2 separate regions of the Mus musculus genome follow, and region 2 is linked to region 1. A link is a contact called in public HiChIP or PLAC-seq data. All regions are on one chromosome and are shown on one strand. The core of a region is the stretch at or near the end of the contact, and the rest is flanking DNA. Distances in the headings are between cores, read along the strand shown. Region 1 holds the start of Flt3 (FMS-like tyrosine kinase 3). Region 2 overlaps Flt1 (FMS-like tyrosine kinase 1).

Region 1 (3,462 bases), core at 691-3,190:
TCCTATTTCCTGCTCCAGCTCATTGGCCACTGACTTCTTTATTCATAGTGATGCTTATAAGAGATTCTATCGGAGCTGGGGGTGTAGCTCAGTAGTAAGAGTGCTCTGGGTTCTGGGGTCCTCATGGTTGTATGGCAAGCTCTTTACTGACTCAGCCATCTCCCTACTTCCACTTTCCTTTTTTTTTTTTTTTTTTTTTTTTTGGTTTTTCGAGACAGGGTTTCTCTGCATAGCTTTCGCTGTCCTGGAGCTCACTTTGTAGACCAGGCTGGCCTTGAACTCAGAAATCCGCCTGCCTCTGCCTCCCCAGTGCTGGGATTAAAGGTGTGCGCCACCACGCCCGGCCCTTTTTTTTAAGATAGGGTCTTGCTATGTAGCCCAGGCTGACTAATGCTCTACCTGCCTCCGCCTCATGGCATTATGGGTGTATAGCAACAAACCCAGCTCTAGAAATTTTTTTAAGTCAATTATTGTAATTGCAAATGTACCAGGACTGGAAGATCTTAGCGTTGGTGTCTTCTCTTTCCATTTTATTAAAGGGGAAAGCCTAAAAGCAAACTAAGCAAACAAAAACCTGGTTTGAAGAAGTGATCTCCCAAGTGAAGGCTGGCCTCTGAGAACTGTCCTGGGATGGGCTGGACCTAAGCTTTGTCTTCTGGTTCCAGATGAATAACCGATAACCACAGATACACATCTCAGCAGCCTGAGCACCACATGTCTCGGAGAGTGAACTCTCCACACCTGGAAGGTTTTGGGTCTGTGTTTCTTTTTCTTTCCCTTTTTCTTTTTCTTCTTCTTTTTCTTTTACTTTTTTTCTTGCTGATGATATAACCCCGGGCCTTGCAAGAGCTAAGCTAGCAATCTACCGGTGAGCTACATCTCTAGCCCCACAAAGCTATCAGATGATTAAAAAAAAAAAAAGATCCATGAATAGGCTGGAGAGGTAGCTGTGTGGGAATTGCCCTCCCTATTAAAGATGAAATGTGCTGCTTTACATATGTATATTTCTCCGTCTGGCCGCTGATCAGTGGACAGTCTCACTGTGGTGTGCAGGAATGTTGGAATGTTTCTTCATGCTCCTGTTGCAATTCCAGAAGTGGAATCCATGCGTCGGGCACCTGACCTTAAAATGCCTAAAGCACCAAGCCCATGTCATTTTCCACAGTGGCTGCCCGGAGGACGTCACTTTGAAGTTTCCCCTAGCGGGAAGGCTGATAGTGCTGTGGACTGAGTGGAGGAGAAACAGTGTTGTTAGTGTGCTTGTATGCTCTCAGGGGTCATGCCTGAAGAGAAAAACGATGAAAAGAATGAGGAGCGGAGGACTGCTGTGATGGAGCGATATTACTGACGTCATTATGGGGAGAGAACTAGGACACAGAGGACAAATGGCTCAGGAGGGTTCCTTCATGGGGAAGCCAGGGCTGCTATCCTGTGCTTTCAATATTCAGCTTGATGCACGGGAAATAATTGTTACCTAGAGACACTATGAGACTAAAAGCCAGAACTAGGAGGTGACAACTCCAAACATCCTTTGAGGTGCACGGTCTAATTTGTTTGGGTGTCTGTTTAACCTCTCTAATTTATTGACCTTGAAACCGCGTCTGCTTTTCTGGGTCGGAGGTGGATGGGAATCTTGGACATCCTATAAGAAAGGACAGGGAGACAAAGAAAATCAGTCCACAATGCAGATCTACCAGATGTGGAATAAAACTCACGGGGTTACCAGTGTATGGCACCGATTCAGTGCCCATCACGGGACATCAAAGATCCCCGCGCATGAAGAAGGAGGTCTGTGTGTCACCACTCTTCTCACCCTTAGGAGTTTAAAGCAGAGGTCCGGGGACTCAACCACGGAGTCCAGGCAACTTCCCCAGCCGAACCGCACCCAGTCTCCCCTGCCGCAGTCCCGGTGCCAGGAGCGCAGGCTGGGGACCACGGCGGGCACGTGGGATCGGCTGCAGCACTGCGCCAGTTCAGCCCGCCTAGCAGCGAGCGGCCGCGGCCTCTGGAGAGAGGTTCCTCCCCCTCTGCTCTGCACCAGTCCGAGGGAATCTGTGGTCAGTGACGCGCATCCTTCAGCGAGCCACCTGCAGCCCGGGGCGCGCCGCTGGGACCGCATCACAGGCTGGGCCGGCGGCCTGGCTACCGCGCGCTCCGGAGGCCATGCGGGCGTTGGCGCAGCGCAGCGACCGGCGGCTGCTGCTGCTTGGTAAGGCCCCTCACCCCCTCTGCACCCCGGCCGAGCGCGCATCACTCCCTCATACCCACCGCGCGCTCCCCTCGCCGCCGCATCACTCCCCTCTTTCACGTCCCCCCTTTCAAGCGGTGAACTTGGCTTTGGTTTGCCCACCCCTGCCCTCACCCTCCTCCGCAGCGCTCCTCTGCAGCTCAGTCCCCAGGCCACCGCGCCTGGGCTTGGGCTTGGATGCTCCGTCAGCCTCTGAGAGTCTTCTTCAGCAGCGCAGGTGGCCCGAGACTCCCTGACCCGACCTCTGGGTACTATAGATTCTCGAGCCGGTGCGTTCTCACCTCTTTGAGATGTAGGCTGACAGAGCAAACTAATGGGAAAACTGCGAGCATCCTCTGCTAGAGCGGTCATCCCTGCTAACGACCCCCACCTGTACCAATTTTCGCTTCACTCAGTGGCTAGTTACTTTGGAAATACTATGCAAAACAGATTTATAAATTTAAAAACTAGCTACCCTTCCCCTCTCCATACTTTTCTTATTTTAGGATTAAACCCTAGTGACACTTTCAAGGACTCCTAGGACTACTCTCCCAAGTTGCCTGTTCGGGTAGAAGCATAGCTGTGATTGAAAATAGTAACTAACTATAGGGGGGAAAGTCCCCATTCTGCCCAGTTCTAATCGGTCTCGCGTCAGCTTTCTGTTTGGGAAGACAAGGGGGTTGGATTGAGTTGGAGTTGGAGACAGTTCTAGAAGTCGGGGGTGGGGGTGGGGGGAGATCAGGCCCTGCCCTAGTTTTGCAGCCTTCTGAGGCACTCCTGGCTTGGCCTCAGTCTGCCCAGTGGCCTATTTCCCCTTCATTTCCAACATTTAGGATTCTGGCTTGAACCTTCCGTGACAAATAGAGAAAACATTTTGCAACATTAAATGAGCAGAAACGGTTTCCAATTACTTTAAAAAAAAAGATGATAAAATTAAAAAATGTAGGCTATAAAGGAAAAGGATGGGGAGAACGCTGTACCTTTCTTAAGCGAGTTGATGCACAGGGACATCTCAAACGCATGGCGTGGCGTGCTTTTCTTTTCAGGCTCTATTAATGCAAAATGGTTAGCTTTGGCTGTGTATGAGATTAGATTAGTGACTTTCCCATAGCAGAGATGATTTTTCTAAAGGGCTAAAGGGTTCTAGGGAAGTAACTCAGAATCAGAGTAGGACTTGCAGCCATGCTCAAACCGCACTGAACTCCTTCGTAGGAAATGTCTTAGTCCCTCTCCAG
Region 2 (3,462 bases), core at 599-3,098, 230 kb before region 1:
CCAAAGCCCTTGAGAGGTCTCCTAACCAATAGTAACCCTGCTGAGTGATGATAATTCTTCTTAACTTGGGATGTCAAAATGGCCTTAACAAATGCTGATCCTGAGAGTTTTCCTGCAGGAATTTAAAGAGAGAGAGAGAGAGAGAGAGAGAGAGAGAGAGGTGTGGGGCCCCGCCGCAGACTCCTGCAGGGGACATGGAATCCGGGCCACAGCATCACTTGTAGGGTAACCATTCCTAAGCTGCCCTCTCCCCTTGTTAATGTCCTAAGATGAGGAACCAAATCTGTTCAGAGAAAGCTCAGACAAGGGTGCAGAATATGTAAGGGATACCAAGACCCTCTGGATTTCTGCCCTAGGATTTGCAAATGAGATGGGGGAAAGGCAGACTAGGGAGGGGTGCAGGGGAGAGGCCTTAGGCAATTCTGTTTTTCTCCCTTGGGCTTGAGGCCACCTCACTAGAATGTATACACGTCAGCAGGACTGAATAACTACTCCATTAAACTGAGACACTGTACTCACGGGGGCCCTGGAGGGTACTGCCGTTCCTGTGTGGTATTTTTAATATTATAATGTATTGCATCTTAATGTATTAAATTCATTTTTTGTTGTACTATATTGGTTGGCATTTTATTAAAATAAATTGTATTGTACCATATTTGTATGTTTTAAGAGAAAATAATATAAAATACAATACTTGTGCTATTATATAGCGCAAAACCTACAAATTTGTGCCTCTGCCTCTTGAATGAACTTTTTCGTTGCTTGTATTTGGGGGAGAGGGAGGGGAGGGAGGGGAGTGACCAATAAAGCATTGAATGATTTCAGAATTTTCCTGTTTGGTCTGCTGCCTCGAAGTGTAGACTATGGAGTAACACAACCCAGTCCATGAAATTCATTTCAAACACAGGAGCCATCAGCCGTCGGGCTCAGTCCAGAGAACAAACATAAGATGTAAGATGATATTGGCCCATCACGCATGTGCAATAGGAATGTTAAAACAAAACAAAACAAAACAAAAAACCCAACCCCAAAACCTCTACACACACAACCATGTGTTTCATGTTTAGCTCTAGAAAAATATGAAATATTTGCGTTTTAGTAATGCTTTTCTTTATTAAAGAAGAAAGTGAGTTGGTGTATTAGTATCTAAAAATATAGAGTCCAACCTAGTTCTTTATTTACCTACATTGTAGCACATTACAATTTGTTATCACGTTTTCTTAAGGGAAGCCGTAGCTTTAATCAGTGAAAAGAAAAATCGACAAATGCATGTTGAAGCCTTACCTTGGGCTTGTCTCTATTAAGATGTCCATCTGATTGTGCAATATAAATAACCACACCCCCTCTCTTTCCTCGCTAGATTCGGAAGCGCCACACCTGCTTCAAAACCTCAGTGACTACGAGGTCTCCATCAGTGGCTCTACGACCTTAGACTGTCAAGCTAGAGGTGTCCCCGCGCCTCAGATCACTTGGTTCAAAAACAACCACAAAATACAACAAGAACCGGGTAAGAGAGTCTTCTCCCTTGCTTCATCCCACTTCCCCATTCCCCGCCCCTTGATCCTCCCCCTTCGCCATTCCCCGCCCCTTGATCCTCCCCCTTCGCCATTCCCCGCCCCTTGACCCTCCCCGCTTCACTACTCCCCACCCCCATCCCATCCTCCTGCCTCACCACTCCCCTCCTCTCCGGTGCTTGCTCTTACCTGCTATCCGACAGACATCTAGAACCTTCCACTTACCATGCTCGCAGACCACACTCACTTCAGCTTTCAAGAAGGAGTCACTCTAGAAAGGGTCCTTACAACTGTGTCCCGAGTGCCTTCAACAGCTCAGTGAGAAAGAAATGGAAAGACCACCCAGGAAGTGGCACCATTCACCTTTCAACTGGGAGAGGGAGGAAAGACAGTATCGGCCTGAGCGATTTCATAGGGTTTTTTTTTGTTACTTTTTAAACTTTGTGAGTTTGAGTGTTTCTTCTGCCTGTGCATGCATGCTTACCACTTGAGTGCCCGGTATCCTAGGAGACGGGAAGAGGGTGTCAGATCCCCTGACAGCTGTGAGCCACCATGAAGATGCTAGCAGTTGAACCTGCTATCCTCTGGAAGAGCAGCCTGTGCTCTTGATAATCACTGGTCTCTCTCTCCAACCACATAGTGTATAGTTTTAAACATCTAGTATATACAAAGCCCAGGAAAGTAGATTTATAATTTTTAAAGTTCATCTACATTCATTTTAATAATTTGGGGGGCCACTATTTTATTATACTGATCAGGCAAAACATTTTCTTTGTTTTAGATGCGTGAGTGTGTGTGTGTGTGTGTGTGTGTGTGTGTGTGTGTGTGTACAGGTGCCAGTGGAGGCCTGAAGAGGGTGTTAGCTCTCCTGGAGCTGAAGTTGCAGGTGGTTGCGAGCTTCCTGGTGTGGATGCTGGGAACTGAACTCGGGTCCTCTTGAAGAGCAGCAAGTACCCTTCACCACTAAGACATCTCTCCAGCCCTAAAAGAAGCAAACACAAAGAAAAACACACAAACAAGAAAACCAACTTTCTAACTTAAACTAACTGGTATGAGTTATAGTCTTTCAAAAATAAAACCAACTAGACTAAAACCAAAGAATATAAACAATGTCTCCTGCCTGCTTCGTGTGGTGGCTAAATAGGATGAAGCTTACTGGCTTTTTTGGTTAACAATTACATTTGTAGGAAAGCATAAAATTGCCCCTTGACTATCATGTCCAAGGGCCTGCTTCAATGCCCGTATTATAAATAGATTGCCATTTATCTGAAATGTTTGGCAACGTGATAGTGCAGGGTAGCCTTGAAATTGAGTCTTCCACTCAGAACACCTGTGTGAGTCCAACCTTGGAATGAGACCGTGGCAGAGTCAAGCTTGACAGTAGTGACAATATCCCAGAGAGGGGTTACATTCCACAGCACAGGGCCAGCATGTCACAGCTTCTCTTGAGTTAGCACATTCGTCACAAGAATGCAGCACACTGGAACTGGCTTCTTGTCATCCCTCCAAAAGGGCCTCCCACTCACCCAAAGGAGGCAGCCTGCCCCTGCGTCCTTTTTTTTTCCCTTATGAAGGTTTTGGCTTCTCTCTTACTGAGGTTATATAAAGGGGTAATTACTTGGTGTGGGGTGGTGTGTGTGTGTGTGTGTGTGTGTGTGTGTGTGTGTGTGTGATATAAACCTATTCTATTCTCACACTGTATTATTATTTTTAAAGGTCTATTTCTAATCCTGTGTGTAGATATGTAGGCATGTGCCCATGCGTGCAGGTGCCTGAGAAGGCCAGAGGCATCAGGTTCCTCTGGAGCTGGAGTTACAGGCGGTGTCAGCCGCTGCCGTGGGTGCTGGGAACCGAACTCAGATCCTCTTCGAGAGCATCCCATGCTCTTAGCCGCTGAGCCGTGTCTTCACCTCCCTGTATTCTGTTTTAATCATCAGTTGATATGCAG

Evidence for each region. HiChIP or PLAC-seq counts read pairs in DNA pulled down with a chosen protein or histone mark.
Region 2: a contact with region 1 is called in an H3K4me3 HiChIP or PLAC-seq map of stem cell-derived neural progenitor cells, with 2.7 times the contacts expected there. The contact joins the enhancer-like site here to the promoter of Flt3 in region 1. A contact is called at or near these places in 4 of 39 promoter capture datasets (the C10 cell line, hematopoietic stem and progenitor cells, liver and 1 more), 2 of 484 Hi-C or Micro-C datasets (embryonic stem cells and nephron progenitors), 3 of 115 datasets of contacts at active chromatin or transcription factors (embryonic stem cells and stem cell-derived neural progenitor cells) and 3 of 9 other capture datasets (embryonic stem cells, liver and pancreatic islet).

Annotation. Positions count from the first base shown.
Region 1 is chr5:147,398,967-147,402,428 of GRCm38.p6, reverse strand. Flt3 (FMS-like tyrosine kinase 3) reads left to right here and starts at 1,940. Exons shown (of 24, transcript NM_010229.2): 1 at 1,940-2,209. The coding sequence starts at 2,164. It overlaps Gm26597 (predicted gene, 26597), which reads right to left and starts at 2,875. Exons shown (of 2, transcript NR_165432.1): 1 at 2,530-2,875; 2 at 510-1,642.
Region 2 is chr5:147,632,422-147,635,883 of GRCm38.p6, reverse strand. It overlaps Flt1 (FMS-like tyrosine kinase 1), which reads left to right. Exons shown (of 30, transcript NM_010228.4): 14 at 1,361-1,507. Among named protein-coding and RNA genes, the nearest start is that of Gm35383, 26 kb to the left of the region's middle. Within about 2 kb of position 1,848, at least 12 of the 459 cell types and tissues checked have an H3K27ac peak or open chromatin away from gene starts, as enhancers often do. A contact at or near this core is called in embryonic stem cells and stem cell-derived neural progenitor cells, where this site is marked.